Linked DNA regions of Zea mays: region 2 is linked to region 1. The links are chromatin contacts, called in public Hi-C maps. All regions are on one chromosome and are shown on one strand. Each heading gives the region's core, a stretch centred on a gene start, on an enhancer-like site or on the middle of the called end of the contact. The rest is flanking DNA. Distances are from core to core; before and after follow the strand shown. Region 1 holds the start of LOC100281916. Region 2 holds the start of LOC100273395.

The links. Hi-C and Micro-C count contacts between places; a contact is called where the count stands out from the background.
Region 2: a contact with region 1 is called in a Hi-C map of ear, with 2.7 times the contacts expected there. The contact joins the promoter of LOC100273395 here to the promoter of LOC100281916 in region 1. A contact is called at or near these places in 3 of 25 Hi-C or Micro-C datasets (ear, tassel and an unstated tissue).

What each region holds. Positions count from the first base shown.
Region 1 is chr1:63,768,255-63,772,166 of Zm-B73-REFERENCE-NAM-5.0, forward strand. It overlaps LOC100281916, which reads left to right and starts at 2,014. Exons shown (of 6, transcript NM_001154835.2): 1 at 2,014-2,158; 2 at 3,163-3,250; 3 at 3,252-3,522; 4 at 3,852-3,912. The coding sequence starts at 3,240. It overlaps LOC103635345, which reads left to right. Exons shown (of 20, transcript XM_035963923.1): 16 at 104-172; 17 at 314-391; 18 at 767-868; 19 at 961-1,032; 20 at 1,110-1,588. The coding sequence ends at 1,394.
Region 2 is chr1:64,026,546-64,030,692 of Zm-B73-REFERENCE-NAM-5.0, forward strand. LOC100273395 reads right to left here and starts at 2,087. Exons shown (of 10, transcript NM_001360245.1): 1 at 1,718-2,087. The coding sequence starts at 1,794.

The DNA of each region.
Region 1 (3,912 bases), core at 764-3,263:
GTTTACTGGACAGCACAAGCTAGCATGCAATTCCTTCCAGTTATGCAAACTGTAATTTTAAATATTTTGCTAACATGGGCTCTTCTAACCTCTATGCGTGCAGGTGCTTAGGGAATATAACCACGTGCATCCTCATGATGATGAAGAGGGAAAAATCTTTGCTAATTCAAGAGTATGATGCTAACACTTGGTTCCAATTTTTCTCTTACCATAGCATTTTGATGCATGGGTCACCTGACCATTTTCTTGCACATCCTCGTCCAGTAAGCAGTATTGAACGATTTATTCACTCTCTCTTCTGTTACATATGTAGAATTCCCTACATCTAAATGTAGCTTTTTGCTACCAGAAGATGGGTGAATACAGAAAATCCATTGAAACATGCAATAAGGTAAGGTTTTTCTTGGAATATTGATTCTGTTCAAGTGATGCATTTCCATCTAGTTTAGGTTTGGTGGTAAGAAATTTCTTGATACGTGTATCAAAAGTAGGATTGTGGTGTTGAGGCATGGATACCTGATGTTCATATGGATTTTTAGTTGTAAAATATCTTATTTTGGAATGAAATAACATGCCTGGAACTGGAATTTAGCAGAAGTTGCATATGTGCCTTCACATGCTATACCAATTCAGTAACACATGCATTTGTGAACTTGTTAACCGATTCTTTTTGTTTGCTCGGTGGCGCTTTTTTTTTGGGTGTTTGAAAACAAAGTTATGTGATGCTAAAGCTGAATTAGCAATATATTTTCATTTACTCGAGCAGGTGCTGGACACAAATCCTGTGCATGCGAAAGCTCTTTACCGCCAAGGAATGTCCTACATGTTACTCGGGGAATTTGATGATGCGAGGAATGATTTTGAGAAGGTTGGTAACACCACGCTCGAGTCAGTCGAGTGCCATGTTTAAATATGCGTCACCTTGTCTAATCTACACGTGATTGCATTCTCGTATTATAGATGATTACCGTTGACAAGTCATCAGAACCGGACGCTACAGCTGCCCTCCTTAAACTTAAGCAGAAGGAACAGGTACGCAAGAGAGCAACATTAACCCAAACCGTTTAAGCTTTGGAGCTAACAACAAAATGGCAATATATGTAAATCAGGAAGCTGAAAAGAAGGCGAGGAAGCAGTTCAAAGGGCTCTTTGACAAGAAGCCGGGAGAGATATCTGAAGTTGGTGTAGAATCAGAGGGTGGAAAGGATGCGGGTGATGCAAGGGGCTCTGGTGAGGCAACAAGTGCTGATAGAGGTGCAAATACAATGGATAGTCCGACCAGAGAATCAGAGTACGCATTCGAGGAAGAGAGGCCTGGGCTTCTTGGCCGCTTGTGGCCTTCTGCGAGGAGGATCTTCTCGTCTGTTGGCATAAACAGGTGTACAATACTATAAGGTGTTTAATTCCTACTAGGGTGACTTTGGAAATCATGGTGGTGAAGATGAACTGCCCCGAGGTTTGTGGTGTTTATTAGAGTTTCCTGACGACGAAAAAAATGGCGAGGAATGTTTGGATGTATGGAAAACGAACCGTGTGCATGATAATGTAAAAAATGAGAAATAAATTGCAGGGAATTTTATTCGTAGTTTGGATGGTGCGTTTTAGTGACGGTGATGCCACTGTGCATGCAGCGTGCCATCATCAAGTAGCAGAGGACCTACCATTCATCTCACCACTCAGCCAGAGCAGGAATGTCGCCGCATCCGGAGCATACACTCCGGGAAGCTGGAACCGCACGAGTGCCATGTGGTTTCGGGAACTAACCAAGCAAACTGAAGGCGCGCGCGGCGCCGCGGACTTGGGTTGGCGTCCCGGTTCCGGCACGGCGCTCTCGATGACTGGATTGTCGATGACTCGATTGTCGTGTACTCGTGTGGTGCCATATCCTCTCCTCGGCTAAGCTGGCTCCCCACCCACCCCGCTGACACGTGGGCCACCCCACCCGGCTGTGACGTGGACGCGCGCTTATTTTATCATCAGTAAAGTAAGCACTGGACTTGAGTCAGAAAAGCCGCTCTTCTTCCGTTCCGCCCGCCCGCCCGCTTCTCTCTCCCGCCCCAACCCGCGAGACCGCCGGCAGCTCAGGGCAGGAGGAGGAGCGGCTTCAATTCGTCCCCGCGCCGCGCGCTCAGGACCCGCCCCCGCTGCCTCTCCCGAGGTGAGCAACGCCTTTCCTCCTCCTCCTCCTCCAGCAGCAGCAGTTGTCTGTTTAATTTGGGTCGACAGCTCTCTCCCCCAATGGTCTCGTCTGGGGAATTTTGGTTTCAATCTGGATTTGGGACTCCTCCCTTGTGTTCTTCTAATCGACGCCATATACGATGGTTTGTCAGTTAACCCAAAAACACTACACTCTGTAACCGAAAAACATTATTTTGCACGTAGACTGTTCGTAGAGTGGAGTTTAAATATAAGTATGAAAATAGATAAACTGTAGAGATAGCCTAAGAAGGTGTTTGGTTTCTAGGGACTAATGTTTAGTCCCTACATTTTATTTCATTTTAGTTCCAAAATTGTCAAATATAGAAACTAAAACTTTATTTTAGTTTCTATATTTAGCAATTTATAGACTAAAAAGAAATAAAATGAAGGGACTAAACATTAGTCCCTACAAACCAAACACCCCTTAACACTGTATTGATAGAGCACGTTACTGACTCCGGGCTTGGTTGGCCTCGACGAGCTTTCCATTCTCTGATGCAGCCCGGAGCTCTGCAACCGAGCTTGCTTGTCCAGCTTAATTATTTTCGATACTACTCTGGGTCTGGCCGCCGGGAGACGTCTGCGTCGTCAGTCGGTTTCAGGATGGCTTCTCCGCTCCGTGGCGTCCTTCCCATCACACATCCATCCATAGAAAAAATGCTTGCCTTCTTCCTACCGTTTGATCATATATACACGCAACTGGTTCGATTACATACAGCACAGGACCACACTACATTATATCTGCGAAGACTGCGATCGGCCTCCCATTTGCATGATTAAATATTTGCCGAATGTCTTTATACGTGTGTAAATGCACTCGTGCTGGATAAGCAGCCTCTGGTCCAAGAAAAAAAAAAGTGCGCTCGTGCTGGGCTGGGCAGTTGCCACAGTCCATGCTTTCCCCACTGCAGTACCTGCTTTTAATTACTGATATTAGCAACCTCTCTCTCTCTCCCTCTCCAGGGTTCCAGGTTCTCATCAGGCAGAGGCAGAGGTCACCTTCTGCTGCTCAACGCAACACTGCACATACATACATACAGATGGGTTCCGACTTCCGAGGGGCCTTCTCCCGTCACCACCACCGTCCACGTCACTGGGTTCAAGAAGTTCCACGGAGTCGCCGACAACCCCACCGAGAAGATCGTGCGCAACCTCGCGTCGTTCATGGACACCAGAGGGCTGCCCAAGGGCCTGGTGCTCGGGAGCTGCACCGTCCTCGAGGCCGCCGGGCAGGGCGCGCTTGGCCCACTGTACCAACTGCTGGAGTCCACCGTCGTCTCCGGCCGGGGACGTGGGATGCCGGCTCAGGAGCGAGTGATTCTGGTAGGGTAGCGCTTCTCCACATCATATATCAGTGTACAGACCAAATTAACTAGTTTGGAGAAGCAGTTTTGTTAACTTCGTTCACCTGATCATATATGTTAGCATACGAAGTGAATTACCTGAGCAAGTATGAAATCCAGATAGTTTGGAGAAACTGGTTAATACTTTAATGTTGAGAATAGGCGACTGTGTTCTTCAGTCTTTTTTTTTTTTGCATGGAACATGTGCTAGTGTTTTCGTCACCTGAATTTGTCATGATAAAACTCGCTTTAGTTGCTCATATTCATTTAATCTAAACAAATCAATTTATGTTTATGCAACGTTTTCAGCTCCATTTTGGCGCCAACAGTGGTTCACATAGGTTTGCGCTTGAGAATCGAGCTGTCAATG
Region 2 (4,147 bases), core at 837-3,336, 260 kb after region 1:
TCTGGCTGGTTGCTCCAGCCCAATAACTGCCCTTTTAACCCTACGTTCTACTGCATGCATGCGACAACCCCGATCAATCTCGTGCCGCCAGCCCACCACCCACATGGGCAAACATCTCCAGCCGCTGAAGAGACACTGGTGAGGAAACTCCACCACGACCACCGCGGAGACAAGCCTCCACTGGCAACCCCACAGACCATGATGAGTTCCCACTCCCCTGATAGCGACAAAACTCCCCCACTGCACCATGACCATACCCGCAAGCTGCGATGACTTCACCACGCCACAGCCACCTGTGAGTTTATTCTTATTTGGTCTTTCCATTCCCAACCTAGTCTTCATATTATCGAACTAGTCATCCTGTTCTCGACCTAGGTCTTCTCCGTTCCCCTTCGGCTCTACCTGTCTCCCCGATAGTCTCCTCAGTTCTTGATTTTTCCAGCCACCATGAGTAGATGGTAGCAACAAGTTCCCACTCCCCTGATAGCGACAAAACTCCCCCACTGCACCATGACCATACCCGCAAGCCGTGATGACTTCACCACGCCACAGCCACCTGTGAGTTTATTCTTATTTGGTCTTTCCATTCCCAACCTAGTCTTCATATTCTCGAACTAGTCATCCTGTTCTCGACCTAGGTCTTCTCCGTTCCCCTTCGGCTCTACCTGTCTCCCCGATAGTCTCCTCAGTTCTTGATTTTTCCAGCCACCATGAGTAGATGGTAGCAACAAACGTGCGTAGTCATAGCACTAGCGCTAGGCCTGCTGATATTGCAAGAGAACAAAGAAAAGGGAAAAGAAGCTTGAATTGCATGAACCAAGCCTCCCCCTGCCACACTTGAGCAAGAAATGTAGTTCTATGTTCCTTTTGTCTGCTACTGCAACACTGGTTCTATTATTTTAATATGCACAACTATTTATAGTTATTAAAAGAACACTAAAACATATCGACATATCGTGATTTGGGGGAAATGCTATCTGCGTATCTGTATCCACTTGATACCAATACATGTATGTGTATCCACTGGATACAGATACACGTATCCATGCTCGTGCTGCATAGGTCTAATCCTACAAAAGCGTTTTTTATATATTTTGCAACTTTGATGTATGTAACTTGTATAGGTATGAATTTGGCTTATGTGAAAAAAGGAGACACGATAAACCAATACAGCAGCTGCAGAATCTGATATATCGATTCCAATACCTGATTCAGGTATGAACAGTGGTGGCAACAAATTAGGCAGTAATAAACTTGCATTACCACTTGATGCAGCAGGGATGCTTAGAAGCGTTACAAATACGAAACTGTGCACCATGTACATTACTGGCAGTGTCAGATGCATCTTAGACAAACAAGGGAACAGGAACAGCCTTCTAAATACATTACTAGCAGTGTAAAACCCATCTTGAAGGACCATGAGTGTCTTGGCACCAAAATTAATATGCTTGGCCCACAATTTTGTTGTTGCTTCAGTGGTCCTCCTGGCTGAAGCTCCTAGATCCTAACGCAGTAACGCGGATTTACCCCCTGTTGTAGCAAACCTTTTACTCTTCCAGCCACGAACGATTCGCTTTTTTTAAAAAAAAAATATCCTTTGGCCCAGAGCAAGTGGAAAGCGCGCGGCAACCTCTCCGCTGACCCGTCGGGCGCCTGCCGCTTCTCCAGGGCGCAGTCCAAAAGCAGCAGAGGCGAGGGAGGGAAGTCATGAACTCACTGGAGGGCGCGGAAGATATCGTGGATCTCTCCGTCGATCTGCTCGAGCTCCGGGGTCATGGGCACGTCGCTCGCCATGGCGGCCCCTCACTCCGACCCGGTGTCCCCTCGGCCTCCCAGACCGAAGAACCCTGGTACGGGAACTTACTCAAACCGCCATTCCCGGTGGGGTCCGGTGGATGCGGAGAGGGACAGGAGGAGACGGAGGATTTGGGGCTAGTGGAGGGGGAGGCCGAGAGGGGGACGGGGACGGGGACGGAGAGGAAGACGACGAGGAAGAGGAGCAGTTGGGGATTTGGGGTCCACAGTGAGTAGGGCCTAGGGCTTGGCTCCTGGGCTGGCTGGCGTATTAGCTGGGGTTTAGAATGGAATATGTCGAAACAGCGCGGCCGAAGAAAGCGATGCAGGGCAAGATATCGTTGTTAACGTCGTGGTTATTATAACTCAGTGGCTAACTCAGTGGAGAGAGACAGAGAGAAGCGACAAATGACAGGACTGTCGTTTGTATTCCACAGATCATTACATTTATATACAAGTGAAGGGGTGTATCCCAAGAGGTGTGTCCCTTGGGAAAACTGTCGCACCCCTTGGATTGATCACATATATAATATTTTGTAACACTCCCCCTTGATCAATCCAACTTCATTTGATGATCTGTCAGATGTTCTTCCAAGATCTTATCTCCTCAAAAACCCTGTGGGAAAAATAAGGAGTACACAATGTCTTTTGGATAATGAGAATAATCTCACACGAACTCCAAAAGAAAATATGCTTGTAATCATCATTCGTAAAAAAAAACCCTGTGGGGAAAATCAATGATGAAGCATATAGCTTAGTTGATATTACCTCGTTAAAAACTTTGGATGAGAAAACCTCAATAAGGCAAAACTCATACAAAGAAAAGAGTGTAATATGATGGTTCAAAACAGGTCAAATATCATGGAGAATTACTCCCCCTGATTCTTGCAAGCACTTAAGTCTTCTCGTACCAATCCCCTCAACACATTTCTGAAACGTGGAGTATGGTAGAGATTTTGTGAATAGATCAACAAGATTATCACATGACTTTGTTTGCAAGATATTCATATCTCTATTTTCCTGTTTCCATCTGAACAACACAAACTCAATTATCCTTATGGATAATGGTCAATGGTTCAATTGAGCCACAATACGACATTGTTCTCCAATGGACCTCTAGCCCAAAGAACAATAATATGTCTATAGCCATCATCGCAAAAACCCCCGTGGGGAAAATAAATGATGAGACATATAACTCAGGCTAATATTTCTCCAAGATAATCTAGTCAGAAAATCTGAGAAATCAACATATCAGCCGAGTCTCCTTAAAAACCCAACGGGAAAAATAAGGAGAGTAGTCATACTCTATTGTTGATCCATTTGAACTCTAGGGATATAAACTCATATCCTAGTTCAAATACAACAATAACTATGTCATAATGTATCATCCTTGAAAACCTCTACGGGAAAAATAGATGATACGACATAGACCTTGTGTTGATGTTGTCTCGTTAAAAACTTTGAATGAGAAACCCAAGCAGGGAAAAACTCATGCGAAGAAAAGAGTACAACATGATGTATAAACAAGTTCTTTCGATCAAGAGGGAAACTCCCCCTGATCTTTACAAAACACTAAGTCATCCCATACCTGCTCTCAAACACATCTAAAATGTGGAGTAAGTAGAGACTTAGTTCGTAACTTGTTTTTCATCTAAACAACACAAAGTAATATTATCTTCATAGATAATAAGGTCACTGATATAAAATCATGACCACCACATACCCTCTGTATGTAGTATATCATTCTGTACAATCCCACGAAGTGTACTATAGAATGATTAGTGTAAGTGACCATTAATCTCTGTTGATTAACATTTATCAAACAGTAGGTCCAACTTACCAGAAGTATGTCATTTGATCTTGTACCTGGGGATCTTCTATAGATATCCAAGATCAATATATCCAAACATAAGGAGAGCATGAGTACACCTGGAGATCATAACTCGATCTCATGTGCTGTTAGCTAGCAAATCATTGCAAAGCAATATCCTGCCGGATGCTCTTGCAAGATACAATAGCACATCTCATGATCTGAAAGAATCAAATGACTATGATTCCATTATATTGAATTTCTTCAATATACGTTGGATATAGACAACTTTGTATCCAAGATACTCAAGATAGTTTAGTTTGAATTGAAAATCTCTTTCAATTCATATCCTCTATCTCGAACTCCGTTGATAAGTAATGTATGTTTAAAATATGTTGCACATATTTACACTGAACATACCATACTTTGTGTATCCTTTCAGAAGGAAGGATTCACTAGGTCAAATGTACCATATTTGACCAGGATGCTCTAAGTCACAAAGACTTTCCAAGCATTGCAAATTTGTGATTGGTGATTATGTAT